Regions from separate parts of the Sus scrofa genome. Here all the other regions are linked to region 2. Evidence: chromatin contacts called from public Hi-C and HiChIP or PLAC-seq data. All regions are on one chromosome and are shown on one strand. Each heading gives the region's core, a stretch centred on a gene start, on an enhancer-like site or on the middle of the called end of the contact. The rest is flanking DNA. Distances are from core to core; before and after follow the strand shown. Region 1 holds the start of ZCCHC9 (zinc finger CCHC-type containing 9). Region 2 holds the start of SSBP2 (single-stranded DNA-binding protein 2). Region 3 holds the start of ATP6AP1L (V-type proton ATPase subunit S1-like protein). Region 4 overlaps ATG10 (autophagy related 10).

Evidence for each region. A called contact is a pair of places that touch in the nucleus more often than the background predicts. HiChIP or PLAC-seq counts read pairs in DNA pulled down with a chosen protein or histone mark.
Region 1: a Hi-C map of embryonic fibroblasts shows a contact between it and region 2, with 4 times the contacts expected there. The contact joins the promoter of ZCCHC9 here to the promoter of SSBP2 in region 2. A contact is called at or near these places in 3 of 47 Hi-C or Micro-C datasets (embryonic fibroblasts, fetal skeletal muscle and heart right ventricle) and 1 of 2 datasets of contacts at active chromatin or transcription factors (skeletal muscle).
Region 3: a contact with region 2 is called in an H3K27ac HiChIP or PLAC-seq map of alveolar macrophages. The contact joins the promoter of ATP6AP1L here to the promoter of SSBP2 in region 2. A contact is called at or near these places in 1 of 5 promoter capture datasets (fetal liver), 1 of 47 Hi-C or Micro-C datasets (liver) and 1 of 2 datasets of contacts at active chromatin or transcription factors (alveolar macrophages).
Region 4: a Hi-C map of fetal skeletal muscle shows a contact between it and region 2, with 3 times the contacts expected there. The contact joins the enhancer-like site here to the promoter of SSBP2 in region 2. A contact is called at or near these places in 9 of 47 Hi-C or Micro-C datasets (adipocytes, brain, embryonic fibroblasts and 6 more) and 1 of 2 datasets of contacts at active chromatin or transcription factors (skeletal muscle).

What each region holds. Positions count from the first base shown.
Region 1 is chr2:89,838,552-89,841,574 of Sscrofa11.1, reverse strand. ZCCHC9 (zinc finger CCHC-type containing 9) reads right to left here and starts at 1,563. Exons shown (of 7, transcript NM_001244220.1): 1 at 1,474-1,563; 2 at 1-132. The coding sequence starts at 106.
Region 2 is chr2:90,261,973-90,264,925 of Sscrofa11.1, reverse strand. It overlaps SSBP2 (single-stranded DNA-binding protein 2), which reads left to right and starts at 1,636. Exons shown (of 16, transcript XM_021084508.1): 1 at 1,636-1,960. The coding sequence starts at 1,899.
Region 3 is chr2:90,679,716-90,682,415 of Sscrofa11.1, reverse strand. It overlaps ATP6AP1L (V-type proton ATPase subunit S1-like protein), which reads right to left and starts at 1,434. Exons shown (of 11, transcript XR_002341797.1): 1 at 1,362-1,434. It overlaps RPS23 (ribosomal protein S23), which reads left to right and starts at 1,735. Exons shown (of 4, transcript NM_213764.1): 1 at 1,735-1,745; 2 at 2,188-2,347. The coding sequence starts at 1,742.
Region 4 is chr2:90,580,891-90,583,590 of Sscrofa11.1, reverse strand. All of the region lies in intron 4 of ATG10 (autophagy related 10), which reads right to left. Among named protein-coding and RNA genes, the nearest start is that of RPS23, 98 kb to the left of the region's middle. Within about 2 kb of position 1,255, at least 37 of the 83 cell types and tissues checked have an H3K27ac peak or open chromatin away from gene starts, as enhancers often do. A contact at or near this core is called in brain and fetal skeletal muscle, where this site is marked.

The sequences.
Region 1 (3,023 bases), core at 314-2,813, 420 kb after region 2:
GGCTTTGGCTTTTCCCCTCAAGGGATCCCTTCTTCATGTCCTCCCATGATGTTGCAGGGAAGGGTCTTCTGTTCTGTGTGGTCGTAACTCGTGCCCACCTTGTCATGGCTTCATCAGAGGTACCTTATCAATCTTTACCACAAGCATGACCGTTAGTTATCAGCTCCAAGAAAAAAAGAACTATGTCTATAACTATACCACACATACCCATATGTTAAAGTTTTAATTTTTATTTATTTTTTTATTTTTTGCTTTCTAGGGTCGCACCCACCACATATGGAGGTTCCCAGGCTAGGGGTCCAGCCAGCCTACGCCACAGCCAGGCCAGATCCTACCGCATCTGCGACCTTCACCACAGCTCATACGTTAACCCACTGATGAGGCCAGGGATCAAACCGGCAACCTCCTGGTTCCTAGTGGGATTCATTTCCGCTGAGCCACGACAGGACCTCCCAAAGTTTTAATTATTAAGTCACTTATTTCATTTAGATATCTACATGTTTAATTATGTAACACACTGGGGAAATATGCCTGTAATATAAATCTAGCCCTTGCCACAGCTATCAGACCAGTAAAACAACAAACAACAAAAACAGGGATATAAATACTTGCTTCCTATTGGAAAACAATTCATAAGAAACTACATTATTTTCAAAATTAAATCATACAGTAAATGAAGTTACTTTCCCCCAATTCTGCAGTTTTCCCAGCTGTTTATTTTTCCTATCTCTAAGTCGAAAGTCTACTTTCTTTCAATCTTCTCGCTGGGTCTGCCATTTCATTGCAAGCAATTTGCATAGTAAAGTGGTAAGCCTGCACAAATCCTCTCCTTTGACGTGATGTTTGTCATTACAACTCTGCGGCAGACTGAGAAGTAAAATACATAAAAGTGTTTGCAGTCACGTGATAATACTAGATCTTCCTCCAGAGTGTAAGCTACGTCCAGCCTGGTTGTTTCCAATCATTTTCCATTATGAAGCCGCCTCCCTTCTAGGGCAGTATCCTGTGCACCAACCAGTGTTAAAACATCAGCTGCTGCCACAAGAGCTGTGGGGCGGAGCCAATAAGCAGGCGTGGGCCGTGCGCGGCACGCCACTTCACACCACGCACGCACACTCGTCGCTGCAGATCCTGTGTCTGTCACAGTAGGGACAGGAACTGTTCAAGAGGAGATGGTTTCTCCTTTCCCTGAGCATCTGGGAAGGGGAAGCTCCGAGGACCCGGTCGCTTGACACCGTTCGCCCGAATGGCCCCACAGGGGTTGGACACGCCGGCCAAGCGGCCAGCTCCCTACAGCTGAAGCCGGTCCCGGCGCCGACACCCTAGGCCGGTCGGGGAGCCGGGTGCCCCGGCCCCAACTGGCGCCTGGGGGCCCTTAGGGACCTAGCCGCCAGTCCCTCCGCCCTTCCGCCGGGTCCTCAGAAACAAACTAGGGGCCCGTACCACCTCATTCCCCGGCGCGCAACCTCTTACCATGCACGAATCCTCCAGGGCAGCTGAGTTGGCCGGCCAGAGAAACCCGTACCCCTGCCGCGGCGGCAGCGGAGGCGGCACCCTGTAGAGGAAGTACGTGGGCCCTGAGGGTGCGTCACTTCCGGCGGGCCATCGGCTGGCCCCGGTGGAGGTGCACCTGAACGGCGCTGACTTCTCAGCGCCGGTAAATGTGGCTAATTGGTAAATGTAGAGCGCCGGGTGTTTGAAGAGCACTGTGTTGGAAGGCGGAGGCGCAAAGATGAAGAGTGCACAATCTGTGCTGTGTGGAACGCACACCATAGTGAGCGAGATGGGTGGGAGGGTTCGTGGGGTGAGGGAGGCCCGAAAGAGCTTTCCTTGACAAGGGATCTTTGTACTGGACTTGAAAAATAAAACAAACATTTCTTTGGAATTGGCGTTGGGAGAGAGTTAGATCTTTTCAAACAGAGGTAAAGTAAACCTATTAGCGCAGTGGCAGTGGATCATTGTTATAGAAATCCGAAAAGGACATTTGGCGCCCTCTTGGATGGAGGATGGAGCCGCTTAGGCCTGCGCAGTGCTAGTTAAGGATGAACCTGAAATAACACCCCGTGAAGCCAAAGATGTTCTCTTTTTAAGAGTGAAACCCAAGTCTCCCAAACAACTCTTTAGCTCAACAACGCCCCCTCCCCGCAACAGCCACCACCAGTATTCCTGCTTGTTGTAAAAATTGGCATCCACTGAGTTCACCAGGGCAACTGCTCCCATCCCCATTGCCATGGTCGATCCATTTTTACCTCTTAAGTATCTGTCTACTTCATCACTAATACTACTACTCTTGTTCCAACTTTCATCATGTCCTATCTGAATTACTGGCGGCTGATCTGGGCATCTGTTCTTGCTCCACTCCCTCGAATTCATTTTCCAAGCCTTAGCAAGGCAAGCTTTTGAAATGTAAACCAGATTGTTGCTCCCCTGATTTAAACCTTTCCATAGTTTCCCATTGTTTTTGTTTTGTTTTTGTCTTCTTAGGGCCGCACCCGCAGAGTATGGAAGTTCCCAGGCTAGGGGATCACAGCCAAGCCAGATCCAAGCTGCATCTGCAACCTACCCCACAGCACAATACCAGATCCTTAACCCACTGAGGGAGGCCAGGGACCAAACCTACCTCCTCATGTATGCTAGTCAGGTTCCTTACCACTGAGCCACAAGAGGAACACCAGTTTCCCATCGTTCTTAGGAAGAACTTCAAACTCATAAACAAGACGTTAAGTGTCTGCCTACTTCTCTAGCCTCACCCTGCACAAGCTCCCCCTTTTTCCTGAGCTCCCTGCATGGGACTCTTTGCTCCTCAGTTTCTCAAATGCCACGTGCATCTTTCTGTCTCTACCTTTAAGCATGCTGTTCACTTTGTATGCTTCTCCTCCTATTTTTCTTCCAATTAACATCTCCTCACCCTTCAAGGATTTTTTAACATTTAATTCTCAAGTAAGCTTTCCAAAGCTCCTTTCCCCAAACTGGGCCAATCCCTAGTGCTCACTCATAGCAGTCTATATTTCCTTATGGTGTTT
Region 2 (2,953 bases), core at 387-2,886:
ATCTTTACTTCTTCTCTTGGCTAAATTTTCGTGCCTTCAATAAAGGTAAGTTTATTTTTCTTACATCTTACATCAATCAGTCCTCTAATGTTTTTGCCATCTTCTTTTGCTATCATATTCTGTGTATACTTCATTTAATCCTGTTTGTGTTACTCTTACCTATCTTTTTACATTTTACTTAATTTTTTTAATTTCCCTTAACCCTAGCAGGCCTTTTCTCTTCATTTCTCTGTTTTTGATTTATGTTTGGTTGCCAGAACCTTTTGTGATTTTCTGTCTCATTTTTACTAACTGCCCTTCCTTAACCTTCTGTTGATGTTTTATTCCTATCACTTGCTGTCAATACCCACACAAGCCCATTTCTTTCCATTCCATCTATCTCTGTATCTCCATATACATTTTTATGATCCTACTATAAAAGCTTTAAGGTGAATGTGAGGAATAGAAGGGTGCCTTTCCTCATTTGAATCCTATTTCCTCTCTCCTCCCATAGCTGTTCCATGTCTATTCGTCTTTTCCTGATGTTTTCCCCCATCTGACCCTCACCTGCACCCCCCCTTCCCCTGTCACTCCCCATTTGATGCCCATCTCTTCTTTTTAACCCCATTTGCACTCTCTCTGATTTTACATCCAAGGATCTCCACAAGATAAAGGATGGAGTTCTGTTGGGAAACAGGTTATGTGTGTTTTATAAACTTTTGTGCATTTACTAAAATGGGATTATGAGCTTGGATCCAGAAATATTCGGGCAGCCTTTTAGCTCTAGCAAAGCTTTGCACACCTTGAAGAACGGCTGGGGCCTATTCTCATAGACAAGGACAGGGAGGTCCTTAAAGGCTTCTAAGACCCTTTCCATTCCAAAGGTCAGGGTAAGTTGACATCAGTGACCAAGGCTGGAAAAGCAGGCACACCTGGGGCCCTTCTCTGCAGCACATCTGGCAGGGAAGCTGGTGAATGGTGCGCCGCGGGGCTCAGGTCTTAGGGGGACAGGATGGGGGCCACCGAGGCCCCATGAATCACAGGGCCATCTTTGGGAGGCAAGCTCATCTCTAAAGAGAGGAGGCAGGCCCGAGGCAGAGTGCTCCCCTGGGATGCAGGGCGCGGCTCAAGGGGCCAGGCGACGCCACCCCAGCGGCGCCAAGGGCCGGAGGCGCAGTCCCTCCCTGGCTCAGCCAGAAGGTCGAGCGCGTGTCTCCCTCGCCAGCCAGCCCTCTGGGAGCAGGGCGGGGGCGACACCCGGGGAGTGGGGCCGAGAGCGGCAGCGATCACCCCTGGGTTCCGGCGCGGGGGTCACAGACAGGAGAGGAGTGAGAGAAAGGGGCTGGTTGGGGGTCCCCGGGGCGGTTGGGTCGTAGGTCTGCCTGTGTGCTCAGCGGGCGCCCAGAAGTCTGGGGCCGCCACGGCTCCAGCTCCGCCGGCTAGTGCCGGAGACTCCAGGCCGCACTTTCCCCTCCTCCCGGCGCCTTCTCTCCAGTGAGGAGCCGAGCGCGGGCGGCGCGGGGGGAGGGGCGGCGACGGAGAGAACAGCCAGTTGTTTAAAATCCTTCTAGAGCAGTTTCTAATTCCCCCCTTGCGCCGGGGTTCGGAGGGGGGAGGGGGGAGAAGAGCGGGTGGAGGGAGGAGAGCGGAGAGGGAAGGAGGGAGGGAACCCGGGAGGGAGGGAAGGAGGGAGGAGACTGCCGCTTAGGCTGTGGCAGCCACCGCGCGCTTCGGCAGGCCGAAGGGAGGGGGAGGCCTGTCAGTCTCGCGCGTTGCCTGGGCGAAGGGGGCGGAGCCTTGGCGTGGGGCGGCCAATAGTGGGGGTGGCTGCGTGGGTCGCCATGGGGACGGGGCTGTTCCCGGGGAGGCTGTGATGGGTTGACAGGTGCGTGACAGTGGGAGCTGCTCTCGGCACAAGCATGTACGGCAAAGGCAAGAGTAACAGCAGCGCCGTCCCGTCCGACAGCCAGGCCCGGGAGAAGTAAGTGTCTCCGCTTCTCACCCACCTCCGCCTTCACACGCGCGCACACACACGCACTCGTACACTCTCTCTGAGGCACGCAGACACACAGACACTCTCCGCCCGGGGAGAACCGGGGGTGGGCTGGCAGGGGGAGGGGTACGCGAGGTGGGGGCATGCGATGAGGGGAGAGGCTGTTTCCCAGGAGGTGCTCTCGTGGGGCGGGCGGCCGTAGGGGGCTGCTGTCGGGAGGGAGCGAGTGTATTGGGGGGCGGCGGCGCTGCTGGTGGCGAGGATGGAAACTTGTTTGGGTGATTGAGGGAAATAACCCGTGGGTTCACCTCCTCATAAAGTAACTTTAAAACTAGGGTCTGGGGCTGCGGGGACGGAGAGCCACTGGGGGTCGCGGGGCCGGCGGGAGGGGGCAGGTGCGTGGAGAAGGGCGCGCGAATGGAATGTGTGTTTGGAGGGGCCGGCGGGGGTCGGGGCGGGCACCGCGAGGGGCGCCGCGGCGGGGGCTCGGGCGCCGGGGCTCGGGCCCGGGTGCGCCGGCCGAAGACAGGGCGGAGGTACCGGGCGCGCGGCGGGCGGAAGCCGGGCGCGGAGCGGCCGAGCGGGGCCCCGCGGGGCGCGGAGACGCGCGCGGGGCGAGGAGGGCGTGTGCGGGCGTGGGCCGGGTGGGCGTCGGGATTTTCCCCGGCCCGCGGAGCAACGCGGCAGTCGCAGCCACCGGCGCCTCACCGAGCTGGGGCATGGGGCGCCGGTGGTGCAGCTGAAGTTTGGGAGTCTGAGAAGAACCGAGTTCCCGGGGAGGAAAAGTGTGCTGGCGAGAAGCGGGATCTGCTGGGGCTGGGTGGCGTTTTTGCCGCTCGCAGGCGACCCAGCTCCGCGGCGGCTGCGGCTGGAGAACTTTTTTTGGAGACTTGCAGCCTCCCAAAGGTCTGGGGGCCGTGGCGGCCCGGGCGGGGGTCGCAGGGCGCGCGGAGGGGTAGCGGTGGGAACCGCGGCGTCCAG
Region 3 (2,700 bases), core at 185-2,684, 420 kb before region 2:
TTAACACACTTAACAGCACCCTTGATAGCCCCTTCTAAATTCTGCTCCTTTCCCAGTATTTCCCGCTCAATAAATAACACAAGTTATCCAATCTGAGCAGGATGAAGATCATAATTAACTTCTCTTTCACATCCTACGTTTCTGAGTAAATCCTGTTGGCTCTACCATCAAACTACATCCAATTCAACATTTCTTACCACCTTGGACTGAGTCCAAGCCATCATCACCTCTCAAGTGAACTATCAAAACACCCTCCCAACTGGACTCAAAGATTCATCTCTTCGTTTTTTCCTCCTCACAAAAGCCAGAGTGAGCCTAGAAAAATATAAATCCTATCTTGTTACTCCCCAGCTGAAAACTTTCCAAAGTTTTCAAACTTTTCAAAATCACAGGATGAGTAAACAAAGTCATGGTCTACATGGTTTACCATGGTCTACAGGCTCCATGTCTCTAGGCACCCCTCAGACCTCATCTAATGCCACACTACTCCTCATGCAGCTCCTCCACCCCTATCCTTCAGTTCAGCCCATGCTACTTATGAGAACACCTCTTCTTGGAAGGCTTTACCCATATGCTTGTCTGAATGGCTCCCTCTCTTTAGGATCTCAGCTCAAATATAAACTCTCCAGAGACACCTTCTTTTTAAAAAAAAATATTTGTATTTTTTCCATTATAGCTGGATTACAATGTTCGGTCAATTTTCTACTCTACAGCAAAGTGACCCAGTCACACATATATACATTCTTTTTCTCACATTATCCGCCATCATGTTCCATCATTAAGTGACTAAATACAGATCTCAGCGCTCTACAGCAAAATACTTCCTAACGCCACCCTATCCAGAGTAGCCACCCCCCACTCCAAGTCACTAACACCAAACCAACTGTGTTTTCTCAGGAGCTTGTCATACTTAAAATTATCTTTTGACGTTTAAATACTTTTATTTTCTACTTTCTCGTACCTAAAATATAGATTTTTATAAAAACAGAAACCTTCACTCTCGAAAATTGTATCCCCTGTTGCAGCCCTAGTGCCTAGAACAGAGCCCAGAACAGGGAAGACATTTTTAAAAAGTAATTATGAAATGAACTAACATCCCAGAAAACTTATCTATTTAATTTTCCAGGAGAAACTGGGGTTTAAAGAATTAAATGAATCACCCAAGGTCGCACAGTCAAAGTAGCAGCTTTGGAATTTAAGGCGCGATCTCGCATTAAAGCGTGGGTCTATATACAGTACGGCATGTTGCTTTACTAAAGTTTTTTTCAATGTACTGTGTTTCTTGTCAGTAGCAGTTAAGGCTCCGAAGTCTAATTTTACACAACATAAACACAATGCCCCACTCCACCACACGTACACACAGGAGCAAGATTTCTTCTTCCGACTTCAGCTCCACTGAACCTGCAGCGGGGGGGTTTGCCCAGAGCGCCTGCGCTGTGGGAAGGGCTTGGGCAAAGGCTTCTGGGATTGGTAGTCCTCGTCCCTTCTGCCCGCCGCATTCTCGTTAAAAAGAAATAAACCACGGTGAAAATTGGATACATCTGAATTGCACACAAATTAAATAAGACGCAGATTCTGGAAAGTGGTGCAGGCTTGTAGATTTCTACCGAGAGGCGGCTACCGGACCAGGCTCTGCGCAGACAGCCGCAGGGTCCTCGGATGGGCGGGGCTTGATCGCGGGGGTTTGTGGTTCCTTCCTGTCTTACTTCTCTCTTTTGCTCAGGCCCGTGGCGCCGGCAGGATGGGTGAGCTGTCGGGGGCTGTGCTGAGGGCGGCCGCACGTGGAACTTAGGGTTTCGGGAGGACAAGTGGGCAGATAGGAGCAGAGGGGTGAGGGAGAGCCACGGGGACGACCGATGATGAGAGCCGGGGTAGCGCGACTGCCGCTGGCACATGGCCCGGCGGGAACGGGCCCATGCGGCGCGGAGGCCGCGGAGCCAGAATCGCTGAGGGACGCAGGGGGCCCGCCGCCGCTTCCCCTGAGAATTGCCGAGGGTTCTCATTCTTTGGGGAAAGCAGAGCCGTTGGAGCGCTTGTGTCCCTGGTCCAAGGGGGACCTTGAGGCTCGGGCCATGAGCGTGATGTCAGAGTCTATCGGTCTGTAGTCAAGGTGAGACTAGGATCTGAAAAGATGTAAAATGTGATTAGGTGTATATTGTGCAGAACTAAGGTGATTTCGATTTTTAGGCAAGTGTCGCGGTCTTCGTACTGCCAGGAAGCTCCGTAGCCACCGACGGGACCAGAAGTGGCACGATAAACAGTACAAGAAAGCCCATTTGGGCACAGCCCTGAAGGCCAACCCTTTCGGAGGCGCTTCTCATGCCAAGGGAATTGTGCTTGAAAAAGTGTAAGTACATTGTTGCGTCCTTCAGGATTTGAGTAGGGTAACTCGAGAAAAATGCCCTTAAGGTTGGCTGTAAACCCTTGGTCTTTATGTAGCCGCAGTTGTTGGAAAGTTAAATAACCTCCAGAGGTTTCCAAACTTTAACATTGTTTCGAAGGAATTGTGGCATTGGAGTGGAAAAAGTAACAGTAATGAAATAATGGACATTAAAAGAGCGTATATGTGTGGAAACTGTTCTAAGAAAGTCGCACCCATCAACTATTTCATCTTTGCAGTCAATCACGTCTTTGCTCTTGAGAAAACAAATGTAGAGTATGCTGCATCTATTTACCAGTACTCAATTGTTTTTTGATTTT
Region 4 (2,700 bases), core at 6-2,505, 320 kb before region 2:
AAGCTTGTCAGTTTGTAGGTTTTTTAGTACTCACTATTAATTTCCTTCCTCTTTCTTTTTTTACCTTAAACCCTTACCTTCTGGCTTACCATTTTATCGGAGGTAAGTAAACAAATAACTTCTTGCTATAGTGCAGTATGTACATACGATTTAATGTGATGTGATGTGATATGACATGGGAGTGACAAGAACAACTGGTGTGTTAGCTGAGTCTTAGGCAATAGTTGGCCTGGTGGACACTGGACATGTAAAGGAGTAAGAGGTAACCACAGCCCAATGGATTTGCATTTCAAGAAACAAAATAACAATTTCTTCTGAAATCTAAGCCAGTTGATGAAAGAAAGGTATTGTCAATTTAAATGGGAACTACTTACTACTGCTTTACCTAAAAAAGAAAAGAGGTTCTGGAATGAAAATTCAGAGCAAAGCAGAGAAACTAATTTTTAGTAACAGTCAAACGCAAAAGAAGTTCTAAATATCTGTCAAAAACAAGGCTAAGTGAACTATTTTTGAAGCAACAACAACAACAAAAAGACCCCTGAGCAAGAAATTTTATAGCCATCCTTTTTCTAGGTCAGAAGTCTCTTAGAATGAGACAAAGAAAAATCTGGACCTGGAATAAAAGGAAGATGTTAGGAATCCATTCACCCCACTGATAGAGATTTGCTTAACAAAAAGATCAAAGGCCAGAGTAACCATGAAACACGTGAAGAAGGAATAGACTGAGGGGAATAAATGAAAAATTCTGACTCCAGAGTAAAGGGCAATACATTTTTAGAACACCCATTAGGTTAAGCTAGATAGAAAAGAGAAAAGGAATTATGAGGGTATGATAAAGAAAAGAACCATCTTCGTGTTTCTCCACAAGACAGCATTCAGTATGCTTTGCAAAAATTAAATTTGATATTTTAATGTACCTGGAAAACCACTACATGACTTCCGGAATTCAAAAATTCCTACTGTTCATTCTATATAACACAGAATATGAAGGGTGGAGAAGAAGAAATCCTCCTACATAAAACAAATGACTTGTTTTGGTTTCCTTTATAAAAGCATAAATGAAGAGCATCTTAAAAATATATAAATAGAATCCAAAATAGCTAGTTTTTTTTTTTAAAGAAAACCATAATGAAGAAAAGATCTTAGGAAGTATACAAATTTCATTAAAATATAATTGGACTTGCAGGAACAATTACTGTGCTGTACTGTAAGGGGAGCTGTTGGCACACAAGAGCAAAGCACACGTATGAGCTCATCCACCGGCCTCGGCAAGACCCACTTCCAGCTAGAAGCAGTCATGTTTCAACACCTCTGATTCCCTAATGCTGACAAGCTAAACAACTTGTTTTGTCTCTGGGAGCTCTTCTCTGGTGATTAACTGCTTATGGTGAATACTAATTATATGAAAGTACAGTATTGAAAAAGTAGTGTCCTATTTTCTCTACCTGCAGCCTCAAAAGACATGGCTTTAAAACTGGAAGGTACCAGAAAGAGCTACTGCAAACCAAACCAGAAGGACATTTTCCTCCCCCCACCCCAGCAAATAAATGTATCTCCTTCTACTTTTTAGTATAACACAGCTCACTGACAAGAAACTTCCTTTAACCTCTGGGATCCAAACCAAGCAGCATTACGATAAGGTGAGTGTTTTAAACACCTATAATAATCATATGGACAAATCTGCAGCAAGAGTTTGTGAATTAGTGAACTATCAGTGTCCTCAATTCCCCATGTCCCATGCTGAAAATTTACCCCAAATTGTCAGTTCTTAGGAACTGCACCTCAGATTAAAATCTTCTCACCAGGGAGTCTATGAGAATTTGTTCTTGTGTTTTAAATCCTAAGTGCTTGTTAAACCGCCAACACTGCAAAATTAGAGACCATTAAACAATATAAGGCAGCAAGTGATTAAATCTACCAAATACACATTCAAAGCAGCTTAAGCTACTTTTTAATTAAAAATAAAATATCACTGGCTAAATTCAGATGTCTTAGCTATCCAGAAAAGGTTAGAAGGCTGTTCAAAATGCAAAAGGCTGCTAAGTCCAGATAGAAAACGAGAAACAGGGGAGGGTGGGCTGGGGAAGTGGCTCTTCTTGTCCCTGAGTCCAGGGTGGAGGGGCCTCAAAATGCTGACCCAGTTTAGTCAGAGGACAATGTGAAGTGGGGAGTCCCAGCAGCACTGCAGGGTGAGGACTCCACGCGGCTGCTGATTAAATAAGCTTTATTAGCCAAGGCCTCAGAGGAGACAGGGTGTTCCACCTTGGCAAAGGGAATGAGTTGAGTAACAGCATGGCAGGAAGCTGAGGCATCAGAGATGTATAGATGGCTGAAGGAAATGTTAGCGCTATTTTAAAATACAGCTTAAACGGATTGATAAACAGTTCCTGAAATAATAATTAGTGCTTGGGGAAGGAGACATGGGTACTTTTGAGTTAATGGGATCACTTGAGATGGAAAGAAATCTTTACCGTAAAGTTAGAGTAAATAAACCTTGTAGCTTTAAGTTGTTCCTACTTGTTTAAAGTAAAGAAAAGAAAAAGGGCCAGGGGGGCTTAGTCAACGTTGGGCAGGAGGCCAAGAATCTGAAGATCAGACTTAAGGCTGGGATGATATCATTCACTCTCAAGTCTCGATACTCTTTCTAAAGCATGAGAAAATTTACTGGTAAAGCCTTACCTCACCCACAGTTTTCTTATT